4 separate regions of the Mus musculus genome follow, and all the other regions are linked to region 2. Evidence: chromatin contacts called from public HiChIP or PLAC-seq and promoter capture Hi-C data. All regions are on one chromosome and are shown on one strand. The core of a region is the stretch at or near the end of the contact, and the rest is flanking DNA. Distances in the headings are between cores, read along the strand shown. Region 1 overlaps Batf (basic leucine zipper transcription factor, ATF-like). Region 2 holds the start of Mlh3 (mutL homolog 3). Region 3 holds the start of Batf (basic leucine zipper transcription factor, ATF-like). Region 4 holds the start of Jdp2 (Jun dimerization protein 2).

Region 1 (3,518 bases), core at 746-3,245, 440 kb after region 2:
CTCTGCAGCCCCTCCAATTGGGGATTTCCCAGAATGTTCCCACACCTCAACGCCTCCTCCTTAGCCACCCCCAGCTCTTGATAGATAGAAGTGGCATCAGGTGACCCTACAGGTGAGGGAGGATCAGCTCGAGGGAGGGAGGGAAACTGGGAGGTTGGCCAGTGAACTGAGCCTGAGACAATCTAAGCTCACAGGCTCCCAAGGCAGGAGGCAAAGGACGGGTGTTTGTGCTGCAGCCTACAAGCTGTGTGGTCTCCTGACAGGTTGCTTAACTTTTCTGTGCCTCAGTTTCTCCTCTTTTGTAAAAGGGTGTGTTATGCAGTGGTGTTACCAAGATTAAATATGATGATAGCTATAAAATATACAAAAGGGTGGGTGTCATGAGGCATATTCCTTTAACCCCAGCACTCAGGAAGCAGAGGCAGGCTGATTTCTGTGAGCTTATGACCAGCCAGGTCTTCACAGTCAGTTCCAGTCCAGCTAGGCTCCAATAAGACTCTCAAAAAAATAAAATATGTGTGTACCATATATGCACATCTATTTAAATTGTGGTGCCAGACACACCCATAGGCACATGCACAAAAATATCAAAAGGCTTGGGGAGGAGATTACAGGCGCTAGTCTACTAATACATCTAGGTAGCCAATTTGGAATCTGAAATATTGGAAAATTCAAGGGGAAACTGGAGACACCCCCATTCCTGTAGCTGTCGACATTAGCTGCCCAACGGGCACCCCGTGTAGCCTATAACCACCAAATGGCAAGGTTAACCCAGATCTAGTTAGTTAGAACCTGTCACCAACAATACTAGTCCTCCCTGGAGGACCCAATGTCAGGAATAGCAGGCTCCAGCTGAGGATCTTTTTGGACTAGTCATCTTGCCTTCAGGCGAAGCAGCTGGCATCCAATAGGAAAAGAGAGTCCTCCTGGGGCCACGCAGCCAAGACCACCAATGATCACCATGGTCATGGAGCCAGGGCTGGCTCATGTTGAAAGATGACGCTTCAATGGAGTGCTCTTCCAGGGTGGCAGATGGAAGTGGGCGATTCTGTGGCTTCAGGGGCGTGGCCAACTCAGCCCGTGGTATTATGTGATGTTGTGCTGCTATCCCTTGGGAGGGCACTGGGGGCACAGGGGGCTGAGGACTTCTCGTTGCTCCTATAGTCAGACCCTCAATACAGGAGAGGCAGAAAGGAGGAATCCAGTGGGAGCCCAGATCTTCCTGGCTATGGGTCTTTGGATCCAGCATTTGAAGTTTTTGTGCTTCTGAGGAGACACACATGAGGACCACAGCACCTCTCATAACTGCTGCCACCAGCCTGTTTTTAGGGACCCAGGCAGTATGGTTTTGCTCCAGGTCTCAATTGGTTTCCTTGGTAGGATGGCTATACTGACTGCAGCAGCCGTTGTGAGAACCCTGATGGGCCTAACCACATTCTGAAAGGTGAAGAGAGCAGGCTAAGGTGGAGCAGGGAGGGAGGCAGGCTCGCTTGATCTCCACACTGCCTAGTAGAAGGACATTTCCTTCACACACACACCCTCACCCCTCTCCCTCACTGAGTTCCGTCCCTTCTCACACCCGGAAGTTGGGTAGGGGTATAGTCATTGTCTTTGTGGATAAACAGCTGACCCCAACTGTCCCTTTAGCTAGATGAGTCCTCTCCAGAGGCCCTGCTGCCCTCTACAGCTTAGAGGGATGGGGCCCAAAGCAGCCACTTCCTCCTACAAGTCATTCTTTCTCTAGGGAGTGGCCAGTGTCTGCAAGGCTCCGAGCTTACAGACATTCCTCTTGCAAGCAGCCGTCTGGCTTTAAGAGGTAAAGACACACTTTGCCTCATGGTGAGAGGCAGCAGGCAGTGGTTAGTCAGGTCTACCCCAGCGTGGGCTTTGGCATCTGTAGGCCCAGGAGGTGACAGGAGAAGGCCAGCGGGAGCTCCGCAGAGCGCCTGCTAGTGACTTGCCCTGCAGTCACTTCCCGAAAACTAGGCCGGCCTCTAGGCGGGGAGACGATCGGAGCCCGCCCACCCAGTCCGTCCCTCCTTGCTGCCTTGGGGTTTGCCCAGGCTCTTCGGAGCACGGAACTTACAGTAAATGGTGTAACCAGTGGAAACTCTCAGAGGGGGCGAGGAAAGGGCCAGGACTCAGGGCCCCAGTTCCCGTCTTAGCATACCGCTCCACCAGGTTCATTTCGCCCACCTTTCAGTAACGGGGCGCTGCCTTCCTGGTAAAAGGCTGACCTCCCTCTGGGATGTGCCAGAAAACAAAAACCAGCGAAATGCCCAGCTGGCCTCAGCCTGCAGGAACAGCAGCAGCCAGGGATTGAGCATCCAGTTGTCGGCTTCCCTCAGCCCGCTTGAGATGGGGGTTTCCTTTGCACCAGACTAGGGGCCCTGGTTAGCTCAGAGAGCATTCAAAGTGTCGCTGAGGCTCAGCGCCTTCCCATATGACCTTCAAAAGAAATGGAAGCTGTCTTGATGAGCAATGTCAGGGTCCTCTGCTCCTCCACAACTTAAAAGAGAAACCCCGACTGTACTGAGTTTCCGTGATTGGCAGTATAGCTGATAAATCCCATCTCTCCTTAGCCTGCAGCTCACTCCTGCTGGATCATTTAGGGTTAATTTTAAATGTCAAGTTATCGTACATCTGCTAACCACTATACTTTTGAGTCAACATTCTCATGCCAACAATTGATGTTATCAGCCAGTCAGTCCACAAACACTTAAGTTCACTTGGAGCTTAAACGGGCATTTAATACATGCTTAAATAATTAAAGCAGGCTTTAATTATTTGTATCATATTTAATAGGGTTTTTAAACTTGCCCGGGCGTTAAAACGACCTAAGACACCTGTTAAAAGCTCAGATTTCCAGAACTGAGGTGTTGGCTCCGTTGGTAAAGTGCTAACGGAGGACCTGAATTGTGTTCTCAAGCACCCATATAAAAAGTGGGGCGGGGGGAGCACGTGGCTGGAATGTGGGCGATGGCGAGATTGGAGGCAGATCCCTGAAAGCCCGAGGGCCACTGGCAGTTCCAGGTAATGAGACATCCTCTCTCAAACAAAATGTGGACGGTGCCCGTGGGAGTTCTTCTGACCTCCATGTGCGTGTCACACATGCGTGCACCTGCACCCATACATGTGTGCACACACATGGAAAAGAAAAGCCCAGATTCCAGAGTCCAAATTTCTTCCCAAATCCCAGATCTGCAGAAGAGCTGCCTGCAAGCTTCTGGCCTGAAATGAGGTTCCTTTGCCTCTCAGGGGACTTGGGGGAGGCCCCCAGGACTTGGCAAGGTTCTGTTTATTCAGGTCCGGGAACCCCATTATCTGGAGAAGTTGTTGTTTCTCAGCAACTTCTATGCCCCAGTGCTGTGGTGGCTGGTAAATGACGCAGTCCCCACAACACTGGAAGACATTTCTGGACCAAGCGCTTGTTGCCTCTGCACAGAGTACAGGGCTCCTCCTTGTTTGAAGTTTCACCCTCTATGGTTTTAGTTAGCCAATGTCAACTGTGGTCTGAG
Region 2 (3,403 bases), core at 250-2,749:
GCCATGTCGGCTATACTTGCCAAGGCCTCTCCTCGGAAGCCATAAAATGCTGGGTTCTCCAAGTCCCGCACTGAGTGGCATTTACTAGTAAAATACCGGTTTCCCACCTTCTCTACATCGTCCCCCGCCATCCCAAGTCCATTGTCTATCACTTGAACTTGGAAGGTTTCCATATTCACTCTGATGGCCACACATGTTGCTTCAGCATCAATACTGTTAAGGGTAAGTTCTTCAACACACTGGCCCAAGGAGCTTATGGCTAAACCGGAACGCAACTTGGTTTTTACGTCATCTGATAGACACCTGATCATGGCAGGGACACATGTGGAGGGAGTGGCAGACACTGGCTTCCTTCTCTGACTGGAAAATAATCACCTACAGGAAACAAAACACAACACATACTCTAGCAAACCTCAGTTATATCACATCACCCATTTCTCTCGACTATTACAAAGAACTACAGTTAGAGTATTAAACCAAAACGCGAAAGGGAAGTATACTTCTAGTTTCTAGACAGCACACAAAACTCATGCACTGGTATAACAAGCTTCAATTCCAAAGCATTCATAATTTCATTAATTTTCGCTGTTCCTAAAATGAATGCCCTAGAGTGAAATTATAATTACGCTAGATGCTGATCCGTAAAGACACTATTCAAATTTCTAAGCACTTCACTAAAAACAGATGCCTAAATTAAACGCAGCTAAGAAACATTAGCTAGAAATTATTCATGAAAAAAGTCCAAGCTAGTTTCATAACATTTATACTTTACACAATAACCACGGCTTTTAGAAAATCCTTTGATGTTCTAAGACACTGTAAGTAAGAAGGTAAAAAAAACAATGGGACTAAGTCAAAGTCAAATCTATCAAGGAGACACAGTAAGCCATTACTTTCTCAGGAAGAGGTGGGGGTGGGGGAGGTAAAACTCCTTTGATATTTAAGTCCTGCTCCTGTGTAGCTTGATAGCTTGCAGAAAGGCCCTTATTACTGATATTCTTTTATATTGATACTCTCGGTCTTTTATATCCCCAGAACATAGCTTGGCAATAAAAAGTGAGTGTATGGGGTGGTCGGACCCTGATTCCAGGTTTTCTTATACAAACCCTAAGACTCTAGGTAGTTAAAGGTCTCATTCTTAAGTGACAACAGTGAGGCAGGTGACAGGCTCTTTTGTTTTGTTTTTAAAGCCTGGAAAAACCGGGGCTACGACAGCATTTAGCCACCGTTGGCAAACGGGGTGAATGTGTAATGAGCAGTTCTAGGGTCTGGAAAGTCGGGCATCCCGTGCAGGCCGGGCCGCGCCTGCGCAATCCACCCACCCCGCACCTCCGGGGGAGCCGGGGCCCCGCCAGACAGGCCCGCGGCAGTCACCATTGCTCCTGTCCAGTTAGACAAGCTCTCTGGACCACATTTCATCACGTGCTTTCCCCCTTCACCTCGAATCTCCTCCATCAACTCTCACCGACCAACCACCTCCAACGCCGAGCGCGCGCTCCCGAGCATGCGCTTCCGAGACACCGCCAGACGGCGTCTGCACGACGTCTCAGTGCGCAGGCGCTAAGGTGGCCAAGCTGCGCGTCCCTTCACCTGGCGGGTTCCAATTAGTTCTTTTGTCTTATTCTCTTTCGGAATGGGGTGAAAGGCTGTTTCTACTAAATTTTACTTTGCTCCCCTTCTCGTCTCCTTTGCATGTTCTAATATGTAGTTCCACATATATCTTTCTTGTTTCCTTAGTCTTTGTTCGCTAGATTGTAAACTATGTGAAAGTAGTTTGGTTTTTTGTTTACTGCTGTGTCCTGGTGGCAAGTAGATATTCAGGGAATGAATGCAGAGCATTCCTTTTTTTGTTTGTTTGTTTTTCGAGATAGGGTTTCTCTGTATAGCCTTGGCTGTCCTGGAACTCACTCTGTAGACTAGGTTGGCCTTGAACTCAGAAATCTGCCTGCCTCTGCCTCCCAAATCCAGGGATTAAAGGCGTGCGCCACCACTGCCTGGCAAGAGCATTCTTGAAAATTAAAGCTTTACGAAGCTGGAAAGGGCTGAGAAGCCTCTCTCTCTTTCTCTCATATTTTGTTTTTGTTTTTCTTTCAAAACATGATTTCTCTGTGTAACAGCCCCGGAACTCGCTTTATAGACCAGGCTGGCCTATAAACTCACGGAAATCCTTCTGCCTCTGCCTCCCAAACGCTGGGATTAAAGGTGTGCTCCCACTCCCCACCCCACCTCCACGTCTGCCCAGCCCAACTCTCTTGATTTGCAAATCAGGACATCAGGGTCCCTCCTTCCCTTCCTTCCTCTCTTCCTCCCTCTCTCTCTCTCCCCACCCCCATACCACCACGGCTTTTTCCTGCAAGAGCACAGTGAGAATATTTTGAGAATTATTAGGCAATCCTCAGTTTTTGTCTTCTGTTTCATCCAAACCTCCTCCCAGAAACTTTTTAAAAAAGATTTATGTATTTCATGTGTATGGGGTTTTGTCTGCTTGTACTTCTGCACACCAGAAGAGGGCATCGGATCCCTTGGTCTTAGAGCCATAGACTGTGTGAACCACCATGTGGGTGTTGGGAGTTGAACTCAGGACTTCTGGAAAAGTTGCCAGTGCTCTTAACTGCTGAGCCATCTCCACAGGGAGGACATCCCTCCTCCCTTTAAAGGAACTTAGGACAAAGTTTTAAATGAGTATATATTTAATTACTAACCAAACCAAATCAGACTTGTGGAGCCAATGAAGCAAACTTCTGATTATTGTTCAGTTTGCCAGGGCTTCATGACAAAAGGCCACAGGCTGGGTGGCTTAAGTAGCCGGGGTTTTTGTTTGTTTTCTTTTCTTTCCAGTTCTAGGACAAGCTGGAGTTTAGGCCAGGATTCCTTCTTGGGTGTGGCTGTCTGTCTTCACGTGGTCTGTGGTGCATACACTCTTATGAGTCAGCAGTCCAATGGGATTGGTCCTTGGGTTAGAGTAGTTTAGGTATACAAATGAGGGGAGGCGCAATCCAGGCCATAACTACTTTATCTGAATTTCTCACCTTTGGAAAAGGAGTGACTGTAGATGTTCCAAAGGATTGAAAACCAAAAGTAATTAGTGCAGTGCGTCATGTGAACACGGAACAGCCCAACCTGGTGGCATTTGCTCTTGCTACACATGAAGTCTCCCGTGTAAACAATGTAAAGAAATGGCAAAGTTACTTCTCTTTCAGACCTCGTTAAACTACCCCAAAATTTTCCTCTCACAATAACGAATTAATCATGTTGCCCAAAGTTCACTAAGGATTAAAAGGGAGGGGGGGAAGCAATGTAAGCATAAGGTTCTAATGTGTTTTTATTGGTTAGAATTATACACATTTGTATTTCATCATACTTGTAATACGTGGTAACTTTTCCAACATGCAACCAAAATAAC
Region 3 (3,638 bases), core at 870-3,369, 420 kb after region 2:
TTAAAGCTCTCGTGAAGTCCTTGGTATGTTACACAGTGGAAACTTACTGATAAACTGTCTCGTTCAGGGGAAAAAGTCAAGTGTTTTGCCTGGCACATGGTGGGTGCTCAGGGGACGCTTGATTAAATAAGAAATTCCCAAATGCAGTTTGCCTTCCAGTGAAGAAAATAAGTTCTAAAACAATCAGCGGCTACGATAAGTGCTCTGAAACAAACAGGCAGTCGCAGTGGCTAGATCTGAGGATCTAGGGAACGGGGCACGGGCCTGTGGTTGGTTCTCTGGTTACTTTAGAATGAGGCAAAACTCCTCCCAATTGACTCCAAGAGCCTTGAGAGACGTCCCGGCTGATCCACGTACCGAACTTATCCCCTACCAGTCCCCTGCCACTCTCAGGACCTCTGATCCGGAGACACTGGGCTCTCTGGTGTTCCACCTCAGGTGTGTGCCTGGACCTTTCTTCACTTAGCCTCTCTGCTCCCCCTCAGGTTCCTGCTCACGTGTGACCCCTTCACCAAGCCCTTCCTGGCCAGCTTACAAAAGTGGCCACTCTTCGAATTCTCCTACCCTGCTCTATTTTTATCTGTGACACTTGACACTCCCTGATGTATTATGTCAGCTCAGTTGTTTTACCTGTCTGCTCTCACCACTAAATACAAATTCTACAAGGATTGACTTTTATTATTATTATTATTATTATTGTTATTGTTATTATTGTTATTATTATTATTTTGATAGGTTTGTCCTTAGAACAATATTGTCGTCAGGCAGAATTGTAATCAGTGGATACAAAAATGCTTTAGGAGCCATAACATATTGTCAGCCCTCAGATTAATCGAGGTGAGCATTTGAGCCACACTGGGAATAGAGTAAGAGCTTTTATTTTAATATGTGTGCGTGTCTTGCCTGCACATATGTATGTGCCCCGTGTCCATTTCCTGGTACCCGAGGAGTCAGGAAGAGGACCCCTGGAACTGGAGTAACAGATGATTGGGCCACTGTCTGGATGTTAGGACTAGATCCCAAGTCCTCTGGACGAGCAGCCAGTGTTCCTAACTGCTGAGCATCTTTCCAGTCCCCAAACTTTAAAAAAAAATAGCCAAAACACTGGGATGAGAATGGGACTGTTCACTAAAGCGACAAGCGTGTTCGTGTCATGGGACACATGCCAAACACCGCCACTCCACAGCATGCTTTACAGAGTGGGGGACATTCCTATTCAAATTGTCATCCCTCATTGCAGTAGCCCTGAAAGGTAGTAGGTGGGGCAGGTTTTAGGTGTGTGTGTGTGGTGGGAGGCTGGGGGGGGGGGGAGTAGGGATAGGGAGTCACTGGATTCTCATCATATCGATCTGACTCCAAGTCCAGAGCCTCTGTCCCTCATTTTGACGTTCTCTCCTTGTTGGGTTATGACGTCACTGACTTCTGAAGACTCAAGGTCAACCTTGAACTCCTGAAGGAGCCCCTCCACAGAAGGTAGGTATCCTTTCTCTAGGGAGAATGAAAGTGTCTTGCTAAGAGGACAGGGGATAGATAATAAACTTCTTTAGCATCGATTCCAGAGACTCCCCGAGACTCTCAGCTAGCCCCAACGTCTTGCTTGGTCATCTGTAAAAGGCAGTGCCCTCCTTTCTTTTTGTCCCCAGCCCACCGAACTGTCCTATAGGTGAAGGAGGAAGGCCGGTCATAAAACAGGATGGGCAGTTGCTTTCGGGTGAAACCCAGAAAGGGTCCTCAGGCTTGTCGCTGACTGTATTTAGATTTAAAAATCAAGGCCTGTGACCTGGAGGCTCTTTCCTGCTGCTCTCTGCCATGTTGACAGCAGAGAACTTGCTAATTCTGGCCGGGGATTTTCCCTGTGTGGCTGTTTTTCTTCTTTATCTTCATCAATTGAAGAGCGCTCGCTCTGCCTTTCAAACTGCCTGCCGGAAGATACTGGGGGTTTGTGTATTTTTTTTTCTTTCACCTAATTCTGTGGTCTTTTCCCAGATGTGTATTTTCTCTCTACCTTCTTTCTAACTTGTTGACGTTTCCGCCCATGTGACTTCCAGCTTGAATTACCAGAAACCACAAGAGAGGGCCTGTGCGCAAGCCCCAAAGCAGCGAGATGTCCCTGTGGGGAGCAGTCCCTCTGCACCCGAGAGAGAGGAGGACGCAGGGGTCTGTCAGAGGTTGCTGTTGGGCAAGCAGGGGAGGTACCTGTGGAAGGTGGTGTGCTGGTGGCCCCCTAGCAGTCAAGAAGGGGAGCCAGCTAGTGAGAAGATCGCCCAGAGGCATCTGGGACGGTGTGGGAGAGCCCGGAAGATTAGAACCATGCCTCACAGCTCCGACAGCAGTGACTCCAGCTTCAGCCGCTCTCCTCCCCCTGGCAAACAGGTACCCCCTTCGTCCCCCTCCCCCACGCCCCGCATGCCTTGCCTTCTGATTTTCCTGGGGTGGTAGAAGAGGGGTAGGCTCCCTTGTCCTGCCCAGGGAGCTCTGTCTGGGGAAGGAAGTAGCTCGTGGCAGGAACTCTCTAGCAGACTCTGGACCGTGTGGTGTTTGCTATACAGAGGTCCAAGGGCTGAAGCTTCGCATCCCGCCACAAAAGCCTCTCTTTCCAAGAGGTACCCCTCGTCTCTGCCACTTAGGTTCCCACCGTGAAACTTTCTAGGAAGCTGGGGGCAGGGTGAATATCACAGAGCTTAGAAGTATGGTCAACCATAAGCAGAGGAATGTTCCAGTAGATCGCTGCTTCGGGCTCCACCCAAATCCTAGAGTTGTAGCTTTCCAGGAAAAAACCAAGCAAGTGGCAAGACAGAACCGAGGTCAGGGAAGAGAAATATAGCAAATCAAAGCAAGGTAGACAGGAGGAGAAGAGTGGCAAGATCTGCCTGCGGATTGCCTCGGTAACTCCAGCAGTCCGTGGGAAGGGAGGCTAAAGCTACAACCTGTATCTTTCCCCCCCACCCCCCATGTGGCTTCCAGATAGAAGAAAGAAGGCCATGGTCCAGGAGGCGTGTCAGAGACTTTCACTAGTAGCTAATATCATCCCTGAAAAACCAGGGATGGAGGGAAAGATTCTGAGACTCTTAGACTCTTGACTGATACCAAGCCGAAATGTCTCAGACTGAAAGATGCCTCCGATGGGATGCCTTTCTCACCTTGTGGTTTCTGGGTCTCTCTACCACGTTCCTGATGCCCCTTGTTCTAGACATTTCTCCTCCTCATCCAACATAGACCCACGGATTAAACTTTTTTACATCTCATCTTAAAAACTATATTCTTTCCTTAGCACACATATTGGGAGGGGCTCAGAGGTAGAGTGTTTGGCTCACACACATCCAGGGGGCTGCAAAACGCTACAAACAAAATAAACGTAAACTACCTGACCACCGGCTCCCACATCTGTCACAAGCCCTCACCAAAAGCCATACTGGTGAAGACCTCAAGAGGGAGATAGTCCCTCGCTCACGATGGTATCAGAGCAACTCAGACTGCCTGGAAGATGGTACCCCAGTCTCTTCTTAAGAAGGAAATTACTCACAGCTTCCATGGCAACCTAGTCCCTTAGCACATTAAAGGAAGAATATATCCTTGCCCTCTCTAACCCAATGTCCGTTTGCTAGAATGACCTGGAAAGTTTGAGTAAAGAGGGAAGG
Region 4 (3,328 bases), core at 72-2,571, 330 kb after region 2:
AGGAAGACTTACGGGTAAAATGGAGACCGATTCCTCCCTGCAGGCAGGCACGCACGTGGAGACCTGCTTGTCCGGCTTGGCGCGTGGACTTCCTTCCCTCCCTGTTGGTCTTTCGATCTCAGCATTTGTACTCTATGAAGACTTGAACTTTTTCTTTCACTTCCTTTCTTCTATGGGTGATGACCTGCTGTCTCTCTGAGAAGGAGGCCGAAGGTCACTGAGTGTCAACATTGCCACTCCTTTCTGATTTAAGAGGAAAGAGGGCGGGGGTCTGCCCCCCCCCCCAAGGGTATGGAGACCTGTGTGTGTCTATGTGTGTGTGCAAATAGTTCTCAGATGCCACACGCATTTCTGCCTGAGACAATCCGCCTTTGAGGGACTGTCATATTTTATCTAGAGTGTTCTTTACTATCTACTTCTGTAGCAGGGTGGGAAGAGAGCACGGAAGCTGGCCCTGGAGTCCTTGAGGAAGAAGGCCTTTGGAGGTTTGGCAGAAGTCAGGTAGGCTCACTGCTGCGTCCTGTCAAAGGGAGGCAAAAGCCTGCTGGAGTTGGGCAAAGAGCCCTGGCTCAAACTGGGCCAGCCACTGACAACAACGGTGGCCTCAGGGTGCAGTTCCACTTCAGGAGCTCGTTCATTCACCGCATGGCTTCAGGACGTCAGGACGCTTTGGTGGACAGTGGGTAGGGATTAAGGCTTCCAAACGCCTTAAACCCCCGCCCATGCTCCTCCGCGGAAAAACAAAACAAGCTTGCGAGATCCTGCAGCGTCCGAAGACACCACTGCGCGGAACCCTCGCTCTGGATTTGGGGGAGAGCGCACCGGACGGAGGAGGATGGTTCGGCGTGGGCTGAGCTGGAAGGGGTTCTCTGCTCATCCGGCCGCCGCCTTCGCGTCGCTGCCTCCCGGGCTGTGTAGCATTTTGGGGGTGGCGGCCGCAAGGCCGAGCAGGGGATGCGCTTACATAACCGCTCGCCGTGTCCTGCTGCCTCGCGCTCTCGGGAGCCGCGGGCGGGGCGCGCCGCCGGACCGCAATGCTGCCGGGACCAGCGCGGCGGGGCCCGGGCCGGCCCCGCAGGCGGAGGAGCGCGAGCATCGGCGGGAGGAGGGCGCCGGCGGCGGGGGAGGTGAAGGTCAGTGGGTGTGAAGCGGGCGATCCACACCCCCTCCTCCCCGTCCCCTCCTTCTCTTCCTCTCCGTCCCCCTCTGACGTGTGGAGCTGGCAGCTCGGCCGGTTCCGCATTCCCGACCCCTCCCCGCCACTCAGGGCCCGCTATATAGCCGGGGCTGATGCAACCCGTCCCGCCGCCCGCCACAGCCTGCGGGAGGGACACTCGGCGGCCGCGACGGGGGGCGCTGGCGGCAGCGGACGCTGCAGCGGCGGCGGCGGGGCTGGCGCCGCGGCGGCTCCCGGGCCGGGACGGGCCTGGGCAGCGGGCGGCAGCAGCGCGGAGTGGGCACCGCGCCTGCAGCAGGGTTCTGGGCCCGGGGCCGCCGCCTCCGCCAGCGGCTTCTGCACGGTGGGTTCACGGAGGGGGGAGGCGGGGCTGCGGGCACCTGGGGTGGCCTCCCCCGGAGTAGCTACCGCTGGGGCTCCCGCCACCCCAGGGCCGGAATACTCTATCGGATGGCTGCAGCCGCTGCCCACCGGTGGTTCCCCGGCTGGGCAGGACAGTCCTGTCTGTGGCCGGGACAGCGGGGCGCTCCCTCCTTGCTTTCCTTCCCCAGTGCTCTTGCTGGGAGGCTGTGCACAGACGGAGGAGAGGGCGGGGTGAGCGGGAGAAAACTGTGCCGGGGACTGCGGGGGACTCAAGGGGGCATGCACGCCCCAGACCTGCTGACAGGTCGCGCCTCAGCCTCTTCCGTAGCTCTCTTTGCAAGACCTGGAGGGGAGGGTATTGAGAAAGGCATCTAACCAACAGGGCTTCCTTCGCTTAAGAGCATTGCTGCGGCGGGCTCTGGCTGGGTTAGGAGGGAACCACGGGGCAGTCCCCAGTTCCCTTGGGATCCCGTCAGGCACATCAGGTTATATAAGAAGGTAAGCAGGCTTCTTTAGGTAACCTGCCCAGTTTAGAAGGCACTCTTCCTCCCCTCTTATCCAAGAAGGCTAGGCTTCCTGGACCCTTGGAGCGGCAGAAACAGGCTTTGCCTGGGTATCTGGAGGAGCTGGCAGGCCTGGGATGCCTTGACTCATTTGCAGAAATGGATGGGCCATTTGGGGATAGAGGTGGAGAGGCGGGTGCAAGAGGGGAATCAATCGACTATTTGAGTCAGCTCCCCCTAGAAGATTGTCCAGCCCTTATGTGTTGGAGTGGCACCTTCCAGGGGACTGTGGCACAGGTCTGTGTATTGTTAAATCTTGGGCCACTCTACCCAGGATCTTAATTCAGGCAGCATGGGAAACAGGCTCTGTACCACAGCTGGGTACCTGCCTGTCCCAAAGGCTGTTAGCAACTGTCTTCCTCGTCCCTCGACCTCACCCCCAAGTCTCCCCCACCCTCCAGGGTTTAAAAATCACCCCCTCTTGCTTTCCCTGCTTTTCAGCAAATCTGGCTGGCTTCAGCTTGGATGGCGGGCTTATCTTCCCGTGCAGGTTTCTAGGGAAGAGTTTAACCGGGGATCAGGTGTGAGCAGGGTTCTTTACAGAAACCTGAGGTCCGGGGATAGAAACAACTATTCTCCTGCCTCTAAGGCGCCAGAGGTTTCACTTTGCCTAAAGTAGTAGGGAGGATGGATTTCTCAAAGACTCCTCTGTTTCCCTTCCACGTTGGCTTCAGTTCAGAGGAGCTCTAGAATCTTCCTGAAGAGCTGGGTGCTGGGTGGTTTGAAAGGTTGCAGGAAGGACTGGGGGGAGATGGCCTCTGAACCTTTTGTCAATAAATTGGTTACAGTAATCTCCAAGGAGACAGGTCTATCATGGTGACGGTGTCACTTAGGAAAAGCTTCGGTACATGTGTCCCTTACTCATCCACTGACGCCTTTTGCACTACCAGGGAACTCCCCTGTCTTCCTGGTCTGTTTATCTTTCCCACCTGTTGACAAGATATCCTTTCCCACTCTTTCAGCTTGCAGAACTGGGCCTCCTGGGCCTCGGTTTGTTATGGAGGTACAACTGGTATTACAATTCATAGCCCTGCTTCCTCATCCCATCTCCCTCGCTCCCTCTTCCTAATTATCCCCCCCACCCCCCACACACACACACACTGGAAAGGAAGAAGCCAGCACAAACCCTAGAGCACAGACGCTAGGCTGGCCTGCCTTGTATCCATTCAGCACTAACTCTCCCTGGTCCCTCTAACCCTCCAGGGCTGGGGATAACTCTTATTCT

The links. Promoter capture Hi-C pulls out the DNA fragments that hold promoters and counts their contacts. HiChIP or PLAC-seq counts read pairs in DNA pulled down with a chosen protein or histone mark. Capture Hi-C pulls out chosen DNA fragments and counts their contacts.
Region 1: a contact with region 2 is called in an H3K27ac HiChIP or PLAC-seq map of microglia, with 5 times the contacts expected there. The contact joins the enhancer-like site here to the promoter of Mlh3 in region 2. A contact is called at or near these places in 4 of 39 promoter capture datasets (3T3-L1-derived adipocytes, hippocampal neurons, liver and 1 more), 1 of 115 datasets of contacts at active chromatin or transcription factors (microglia) and 2 of 9 other capture datasets (adipose tissue and liver).
Region 3: a promoter capture Hi-C map of liver shows a contact between it and region 2. The contact joins the promoter of Batf here to the promoter of Mlh3 in region 2. A contact is called at or near these places in 4 of 39 promoter capture datasets (3T3-L1-derived adipocytes, hippocampal neurons, liver and 1 more), 1 of 484 Hi-C or Micro-C datasets (B cells) and 2 of 9 other capture datasets (adipose tissue and liver).
Region 4: a promoter capture Hi-C map of neutrophils shows a contact between it and region 2, with 2.7 times the contacts expected there. The contact joins the promoter of Jdp2 here to the promoter of Mlh3 in region 2. A contact is called at or near these places in 1 of 39 promoter capture datasets (neutrophils) and 1 of 9 other capture datasets (liver).

The regions. Positions count from the first base shown.
Region 1 is chr12:85,703,691-85,707,208 of GRCm38.p6, forward strand. All of the region lies in intron 2 of Batf (basic leucine zipper transcription factor, ATF-like), which reads left to right. Among named protein-coding and RNA genes, the nearest start is that of Batf, 19 kb to the left of the region's middle. Within about 2 kb of position 1,996, at least 326 of the 459 cell types and tissues checked have an H3K27ac peak or open chromatin away from gene starts, as enhancers often do. A contact at or near this core is called in adipose tissue, liver, microglia and 1 more, where this site is marked.
Region 2 is chr12:85,269,100-85,272,502 of GRCm38.p6, forward strand. Mlh3 (mutL homolog 3) reads right to left here and starts at 1,500. Exons shown (of 12, transcript NM_175337.2): 1 at 1,440-1,500; 2 at 1-375. The coding sequence starts at 311. Acyp1 (acylphosphatase 1, erythrocyte (common) type) reads right to left here. Exons shown (of 3, transcript NM_025421.3): 3 at 3,299-3,403.
Region 3 is chr12:85,684,601-85,688,238 of GRCm38.p6, forward strand. Batf (basic leucine zipper transcription factor, ATF-like) reads left to right here and starts at 2,120. Exons shown (of 3, transcript NM_016767.2): 1 at 2,120-2,373. The coding sequence starts at 2,311.
Region 4 is chr12:85,598,095-85,601,422 of GRCm38.p6, forward strand. It overlaps Jdp2 (Jun dimerization protein 2), which reads left to right and starts at 1,322. Exons shown (of 4, transcript NM_030887.2): 1 at 1,322-1,520.